Linked DNA regions of Mus musculus: regions 1 and 3 are each linked to region 2. Evidence: chromatin contacts called from public HiChIP or PLAC-seq and promoter capture Hi-C data. All regions are on one chromosome and are shown on one strand. The core of a region is the stretch at or near the end of the contact, and the rest is flanking DNA. Distances in the headings are between cores, read along the strand shown.

Evidence for each region. Promoter capture Hi-C pulls out the DNA fragments that hold promoters and counts their contacts. HiChIP or PLAC-seq counts read pairs in DNA pulled down with a chosen protein or histone mark.
Region 1: an H3K27ac HiChIP or PLAC-seq map of microglia shows a contact between it and region 2, with 9 times the contacts expected there. The contact joins the enhancer-like site here to the promoter of Ncf4 in region 2. A contact is called at or near these places in 1 of 39 promoter capture datasets (pre-B cells), 1 of 484 Hi-C or Micro-C datasets (the C10 cell line), 2 of 115 datasets of contacts at active chromatin or transcription factors (microglia and pancreatic cancer cells) and 1 of 9 other capture datasets (liver).
Region 3: a contact with region 2 is called in a promoter capture Hi-C map of embryonic stem cells, with 2.8 times the contacts expected there. The contact joins the promoter of Foxred2 here to the promoter of Ncf4 in region 2. A contact is called at or near these places in 6 of 39 promoter capture datasets (the C10 cell line, embryonic stem cells, hematopoietic stem and progenitor cells and 2 more), 3 of 484 Hi-C or Micro-C datasets (B cells, the G1E-ER4 cell line and neutrophils), 3 of 115 datasets of contacts at active chromatin or transcription factors (bone marrow-derived macrophages and large pre-B cells) and 2 of 9 other capture datasets (embryonic stem cells and liver).

What each region holds. Positions count from the first base shown.
Region 1 is chr15:77,829,625-77,832,324 of GRCm38.p6, forward strand. The region is part of intron 1 of Myh9 (myosin, heavy polypeptide 9, non-muscle); the gene reads right to left. Among named protein-coding and RNA genes, the nearest start is that of Myh9, 11 kb to the right of the region's middle. Within about 2 kb of position 1,292, at least 73 of the 459 cell types and tissues checked have an H3K27ac peak or open chromatin away from gene starts, as enhancers often do. A contact at or near this core is called in microglia, where this site is marked.
Region 2 is chr15:78,243,479-78,246,178 of GRCm38.p6, forward strand. It overlaps Ncf4 (neutrophil cytosolic factor 4), which reads left to right and starts at 1,333. Exons shown (of 10, transcript NM_008677.2): 1 at 1,333-1,609. The coding sequence starts at 1,578.
Region 3 is chr15:77,955,273-77,957,973 of GRCm38.p6, forward strand. It overlaps Foxred2 (FAD-dependent oxidoreductase domain containing 2), which reads right to left and starts at 1,450. Exons shown (of 9, transcript NM_001017983.2): 1 at 1,295-1,450; 2 at 317-817. The coding sequence starts at 816.

The DNA of each region.
Region 1 (2,700 bases), core at 42-2,541, 410 kb before region 2:
TACAGCCACCCAACCGAGGCCACTGGAGCCAAGAGAGAGGGGGTTGGAATGAAACCTGTGTGTCTGACCAGTCAGGTAGAAACATGTTGTGTTCCCAGTCTGGCATGGGCAATGAACTTCACAAGGGTCCTGGTGGTGAGGCAAGGTCAGAATGGAGGCAGCACCTCCAGGAGAAGTAGGAGTGGCTCCTCAGTCAGGCTAAGTACTCAGCATGGAAGCTTTGAGAGTAGCTACTCAGCACTGGCAACCCAAGGACTGTTCGCCTTGCTGATGCTCATCTGGAGAGAGGCTCTACTCACCACTGGGGTGAACAACCTGGGCTCGCAAAGGGCCGATCTGACCATTAAGGGCTGATCTAAAGTGGAAGGGGACTCTGAGGGCTGCTTGGACAGCAGTCCATAGACTGAGCTGAGAGCACTCCATCCTACAGAGCAGCAAACCAAAAGAGGCAGGTTTGAGTGGTGCAAGGGCATAGTTCATAGCTTGGTTTGGTTTGAGACAAAGTTTCAATGTGTAGTCTTGTCTAGACTTCATTGAGTTCCTCTTATACCCAGCTAAGACATGAGAACCCAGCGGTTCTCGACCTTCCTAAACCTGTGACCCTTTAATACAGTTCCTCATGTTGTGGTAGCCCCCCAAAAATTATTTTTACTACATCATAACCGTAACTTTCTTACTGTTATGGATCATAATATAACTATCTGATATGCAGGATATCTGATATGCGACCCTGTGAAAGGGTGGGTCACATATCAAAGGGCTGTGACCCACATGTTAACGATCCTGTTTACAGATGACAAAAATGGGGATCTAAGCAGACCACCATCCCAGCGCTGGGGAGGCAGAAGCAAGTGGATCTCTGTGAACTCAAGGCCACCCTGATCTACATAAGGAGGATAGCAGCTCCTGAAAGGTATCATCCCCAGACCTGAAAAGGATCACCAGAATGTCTGGGCTGCACCAGGACAGCTGGGAACGAATGTAAAATAGTATAAACTCAAGAGATAATCTTTGGCCCACAATTACCAAGCCCAGTGTAAACAGGAAGTGAATAAAGATGGGGGGGGGGGCATGAGGCTAGGAGAGATGGGCCATAGTCAAGAGCACCTCCTGCTCATGCAGAGGCTCCAGATTCAGTTTCTAGCACCCACACGGTGACACGTAACCTTCCATAATTCCACACCCAGGAATCCACAGCTCTCTTCTGGGCTCTGCAGGCAATACATATAAACTAATCTCTTTTTTAAAGGGCCACAGAGGGCCTGTCTTAACTAGAAACATTGTAATCCCCCGGCTGCTGCTGGACTCCCCCCAGTTCCTCTTTTTCAGTACCAACCTGACCCATGTGTGAAGAGAAGGCTAGACTGAGCCTCAGATTGTGTTGCTTTGGGTAGCCTGGCGGTAATGGGGGTCTAAGATCCATGACAAACTTCAAACCCAAGAAGTCTGGGGCTGATGGAAATACAACCTGCCTGGTGGAGAGAGACCCAGGAAGGTATGCAAAGCCTGCAATGCCTGAGCCCCATCAGCATTTCTGGGGCCACCCAGCCCACTTCATTCCCCAGCGAGGCAGGTGGCAACATGCTTCTGGCTCCTTCCCAAGCAACAAGTTACCTCTCCTGCTCTCTAAGAAGACCAAACATTTCAGAAAACCTTGAGCTGGATGGAGTAGGAACTGAGGGGAGGGGCCAGAGAGAGCAAAGCACAAGGCTGCCCTCTCTGATGAAGGTAGAGACCCACCATCCCGGTACCCAGGTACCTTGCAAAGACTTCCCCCACTACAGATAAAGATCCAAAGCTGCAACAAGGATTCTGAAACTTCCTTTTTTTTTTTTTACAACAAAGCCAAACTGTTGCAACTTATTGCTACAATTCTTACAACATCTCAGCAAGGCCTCAACTGAGACCTGGGCCCCTGGCAAGGTGTCTAGATGTTTCCAGACCTCCCCACCCTCATTAGGAGGAACCCTATCCCCTCTTCCTTCCTCCCCCTTTCTCCCTACCCTCGGGAGTCTCCTTCCTGCTCAGTAGCATCCTCAACAGAGACAACCCTGTGAACAAAGCCCCTTAGAGACTTTTGGTCTTTCACCTCTTCCAGATGGGTTTCCTGACCCAGGCCTTTGGTATACACAGGAGATAGGAGACAGGTAGAATTGGGAGGGAGCAGGTGGAAGGCCTTCCTACACAGAGCCTGGAAAGATCTCGCAGCTCTTGGCTCCAGTTCCTGAGCTTCCTGACAGCTTGTGAATGACAAAGTGGTTTTACCAGCTTTCAATGAACCGGGCTGGGCACCCAGGAGTCCCATCTCTACAAACCCCCATGTCTCAAGCCACAACACCAACACCAGAAGGCAGTGAACATGTTCCTAGGACTAGACCTGCGCCCAGGGAGCAGCCCAGTGATCTCAGACCCTGCATCTTGATGTACAACCATCTCTGTACAAGACCTACAATAGATGCTTAGATACTCACTGAGTGATTACATTTTTAGAGACAATAAAGCTCACGGTATTTTCTGACAATGTAAATAATAGTTCCTCCCCTCAGTGGACCATAACATGGTCATTAAATACCCAGTATGAAGAATGTTGCAACACAGGAAACTTCAGATTGCAGCACTGCTTGAGAACTCAAGTGTACACAGTACCATTGTGCCTGGGATCTGGTGAAGTGCATGCCGGTGTGTGCATGCGTATGCGTG
Region 2 (2,700 bases), core at 83-2,582:
TTCTACGTTCCTCTACCACCCTGATCTATCTGTGCAGTGCAAAGGCCTTGATGAACATGCAGTCACTGGTGGAGTGTCCCTCTCCCACTTTCCTGTCCCCTCCTGTGACTTTCTTCATCCTCGTTTCTGTCTCCCCAGGAGCCCATGCCCTGCCTGGCCACGGGGAGGGCAGTTCTCACTGGGCAGACTCTATCCTGGGAGCTCTAGGTTCATCCTCTCTGGGCTGGGTCAGGGCCAGAAGATCCCTTCAGGGTGACAGGATGGAGGGGGGACATTTTAAAGTAAGGATCCTAAAACATTCTATATTCTTGGAGCCAGATCCTGAGGAGTCTGAGACTGCTTCCAATCCAGCCCCATTTAAGGTGAGAAACATAGGCCGTTCCAGATTCCTCAGGGGGAAAGCCCTGTCCCCACAGCCACGTTCCAAAGTTGGGGAGATAGGAGCCTGATTCAGGCAGGCTGGGCAGGCTGCCATCTCTCCTTCTGTCTTAGCATACCATCAAGTGGAGCTGGGGGTTGGGGGACATTCTCTGGGCTGCTGGGCCCATCCTCACTGTAGGCTTTGGAGAGCTCCCTACAGAACCAAGCATTAGAAGGAGCTGACGAAGAACTTCCTCCTTCTGCTCACATAATCTGGGTGTCCGCAGCGTAGTGCTGGCCTGGAAGAAGCCTAACACACAAACACACGTTTGGAACACACTGGGGTAGGGAACCCCGCTGGTGAGAGCTTGCCGCAGGAAAAGCCCGGAGAGTGGCAGGGAGGGTCTGGTGAGGACAGGTTTGTTTCTTAGAGGGCAGCTTCTGAGCTGAGACCTACAGGAGATAGGAGAGGAGCATTGGGAATGTGGTGGCAATGAGGGAAGAGAGATTGGGAGAGCAGGCAGCCCACGGGGCCTTGGGGATTCTGAAGCCAGCAGCGGGGGCTTGGGGCTTTTCTGAGAGCTGAGTAGGGAGGTGGAGGCAGATTGTAAGGAGAGCCTCTGTGTGGATGGAAGCTCTGGGAGAGCTGAATGTGGTATCTCAGAGCCCAGAGCCCCAGATGGGGCATAAAACAATGACTTCCTAGTATAAGAGGGAGGGGGACCAGGAGAGCTTCCTGGAAAAAGCACTATCTCCACCAGACCTTAGGAATGAATGGCAGGTCTTGGATGCTTGAGAAAGGGATTCAGGAAGAAGCCTGAGGAGGAAGTCCACAAGTGTCCTTGATGGACTACCCAGGGCTAAAACTGCTCTATGGTGGGTGGAGCTCAGCACCAGAGACAGGCACTGAGGAAATCCCCAAAGCCAGTGGCCTCACGCAAGCCCAGCACCCAAGGGTGCCACTTCCTCAACTGCTGTGCAGCTGGGAAGTGGCTGAGAAGACGTGTGAGGGCCAGGCAGCTCAAAGCCTGAAGGAGGTACTTCAAGGAGGGTCCAGAGAAGCTGGGCAGGGCGGGACCTCCTCAAAGGCTGCCCCTGGGGACACCCCAAGCTTCAGGAAGCTCTCAGATGCACATAGGAGGAAGTGAGAGGTGAACTCGGCCTGGATCTGGTTGGGCAAGGCCCCCATCCATCTGCTTTTCTGACTACCCACAGCCATGGCCCTGGCCCAGCAGCTGCGATCAGAGAGGTGAGAGTGTGCCTCTATTCCCTGCCAGGCTTTCTCAATGATCCCAATAGGCCTGGGGGGTGGGTATGGGGAAGTAAGAGGCTGTCCCTCCTGTCACCTGATATCAGTGGATCAGCACAGAGTCAAATTTGAAGGTCTTGCTGAATGATACTGCAGGAGCTGCATGCTCCAGCAGATGTTTCTAGAACCTTGACTTAGTAGGTCGGCAGTGTTATGCACCAGTAAGAAGCCTAAGGCTCAGAATGGGGAGTGGCTTGGATGTGGCCAAGGACCACAGGGTGAGTGGGTGGCAGAGCCTGGGAGCAGAGGTGTCCTGGGTGCTAGGCTTGGGTTCTGGGTTCCTGGTTCCACACTGCAATCAGGAGCGGCTCTTCCATCTGCCCTTCAGACTGAAACTGGCCTCTGCGTTTTCCTATCTTTAGGTTCAGATAGCCCAGGCTCTGCCGTCTGACCCCTCACTCCACTTCCTTGTCCTGAACAGGTCTTAGATGCTTGGCACAATGTTGGGGGCCGGGTCTTTGCTCTGCCTGCTCTGAGGGTGTTTTAGTTTTTTGGATCACAGTTGTGTCTCTGGGAGGCCGAACAGCCCTGGGACACACTGAGAGCTCACTACATCTGCTAAGAGCTCAAAAATGACCCAGATCTATCTTGGACAATGCTGACATTATACAGGTAGGGACAAGGAGACCTGATGGCCCCAAGCCCGGCCACCTCATTCAGTCAGCACTTGCTCAGTGTCTCTTATGGAGACAGCCCTGTGTTCCCATCTGCATGTGGAGACCCAAATGACAGAACCGTCCCCTGGATCAAGCAGAAAGCAACGTTAGGAAGCCAAGTGTCCATGTGAACTGCTTGAGAGTCACCAGAACAGGTCTGACTGACAAGACCCAGGTGTGAGCAAAGCACTCGTGGGATCTGGAAAAGGGGATGGGATTCCTGTAGGTCAAAGGTCAGAGGAGGTTTGTCTGTAACAAGAGTTAGTGTTGGGTGGGGGTCCTTCCATAGCTATAGAGAGTGTTACTGGGGTGCTAAGTAAGGCTGCATAATATGACTCCAGCCTTTCTCACCCCCAAGTTCTCCTAGGAGACTGA
Region 3 (2,701 bases), core at 200-2,699, 290 kb before region 2:
GAAAGAGTAGTAGTGAAAGAAAGAATATGTAGTGTAGTAGTGTCAAAAGGCTGGACCTGCCTGCATGGGTTGCTGGCTATAAGCTAAGCTCACAGGCAGTATTCAACACCACAGGACCATGGCGAAGGCAATAGAGCCTGGCAAATCCTGTACGATAAATTGCTAGATTTCCCCAAACATACTCAGCCACAGCTTTGTAAGGACGCACCTTAAAAAAGTTTTGCTTGGCACTGAACCCCATTGGGAGCAAGAAGTAGCCCCTTTCTCATTCTCTCCAATCTCGAGGCCAATTCGGCTGTGTCCTGAGGCTCCTTACCTGCACTGGTAAACCTGGCCCTTCTGGTCCGTCAGAATGAAGTAATGGCCGTTCCAGGCTTGTGGATCCTTGTCCAGGGTCACATGGGTGATGTTTGTGTTGTATAACACATGGAGCCCCAGGCGCCGCGCGAAGTCACCCAGGTAGCGCACCATGTCGCTGGCGTCGGGGAAGTAAGCCTGCGAGTAGTGTCTGAAGAGCAGGTGTGGGTCGTCGCTGAGCAGCGAGTTCCAGTCGTGGCGGAGGTTGAACTCGGCGTTGGCCTTGCCCGTGTGCCGCTTGTTGATGCTGATGAGCTTGCGGTGGCGCGGGTAGCGAGTGAAGAAGCTGCCAGGTGCGGACTCGCGTTCGAATACCTCGTAGTCCCTGCCGGCTCGATGCAGGAAGGCGGCCATCTGCAGGCCCGCAGGACCGGCGCCCAGGACGCAGTAGTCCCGGTGCGGACGGGAACACACTGCCAGGTGCAAGGCTAGGGCCACCAGCAGCCCCGAGGGACCCATCCTGCAGCACAGTAGAGGAGAGGCCTCGCACCTCGTGGCTGGCAGCTGGTGACAGCCGGCTTTCCCGAGGAACGAGAAACCAGGCGCTTGAGCCTCCCAGGGATCTGGAGCGGGGCTAGTACTGAACCCCGGGACCTAGGGGCTCATCTATCCCGTCTCCATCTCTTTCAGGTAGGATCAAGGGCCCACAGGAATTCTGAATCCCCAGCTCATCTCCATAGTCCACTTTCCTAGGGTGTCAGACTCCCTTATTGTCATGGTAATTTCCACCCCAAAGGAGAGGCAGTTTCCCCAATTTCCACTCATTTTGGATGTGCCCTGCATTTTGGGAGGAGGTCTTCCCAGGTGGACCCTTCAGAGGTTCTGGTTGGTCTACCCACCTTTCACCCTGGGGGTGGGGGTACGGGACCCTGAAGGAGGTGTGGCTTCTAAGGCCCCGCCCCAGCCCCCCGGATCACGTGAGGATGCCCCAGCACACCTGCCGCGGTCTCCGCTATCCCGCACTGCTTCTGGCGCGTGCGCGGTCCCCAGGCTGAGCTTCCGACCCGCACGCTGCCGCCACCGGTAGCCCAGCGATGCTCCCACGACAGGCTGCAGTGGAGGGAAGCTACGGCTGACTCGCGCCACAGCGGCCACGCCCCTCCCCACTCCGGGCCAATAGCAGGGGGCGGGTCACGTGTGCCACGCGCAGCACGCCGGGACTGGTGGGGCGGCCGGGGCGCGAGTGGCGCACACGTGCTGTGAGCGCTGTTTCTGAGGGTAGAGGTGCCTTGGGGAACAGCAGGTCCATGATGGGACGCCTGGCCCTTCCTTTTGATTTGTACTAATCCTTGTGCCAGAAGATGAGAGATTTTTGGAGAAAACCTTGCCATTTATATCCCTTTATTACTGTAGAAGACTGAACCTAATTGGCCAGTCAATTTTGTGGGACTGAGGAGAGGCCAAGACAGATGAACCAATTATTGTCTTAGAGTCTTGATCGTTCAGTTGTACGAAGGGTGGCCAAGGGAAGCGATTCCCAGCACTTTGTAACTGACTCGTCAATACAAAGTGACAAGGTTTGCATAAAACAAAGATAAAGCTAAGTGGGTTTTGAGACAGCATAGTGGCTCACTCTTGTATGTCCAGCAATCGTGAGACTGAGACAAGAGGACTGTGTGAAATCCTGCTTCAAACTCCCCAACCCAGAGGCTCAAACTGCAATTCTGTGTAGGAAGGAGGATTTGAATATTCAGGCTAGCTCCCTAGACCAAGTTACTCACCTGGCTAATTAGAATACTGTGTGCCTTTTGGAGGAAAGGATAGCGACCTTCACAAGGCGATGCAGAAGCTGAGGGTTCTTAGGAAAAACATCTGGGAAGGACTTTACCAGCTTTGCGTGACTGTAGCTGCTTCCCATTAAAAAGGAGCCTTGCTCCTGGAAGCCTAATCGGAACCCCGCCCACTTGCAGCTTCCCTCATTTGCCCTTAGAAATTTACGTTTATGATTTTCCTGGTGAAAGAAAGCACACCCGGAATGCTGGTGTTTTCTTTAGAGCCTGCACTAAAGAAATCCGCCCTGGGGGCAGACATAAACTTTAGTTTATTGTCATTGTGGAGACCTCAGCCCACAGGTTTAGTTTGGAGCTATCCTGGGTAGACAAGGTATCTCACCGAAAATAAAGCCGAGCATTTCATAGATACTGTGGAGAGGATGGGCAGGCACCAAAAGGAACTAGAAAGTTGGTCTGCCTTTGGTGATGGAAATGGAATGATCAGGAGCCCCACGCCTGGCTAAGGTGCAGGATTCCCAGCCATTGATCTACAGCCCACAGCGCAGGGCTACAGGAGCTTCTTGTAGGTGGATTGGACCAAGGGATCTGGATTCTGGGCCACTCCTGAAGCC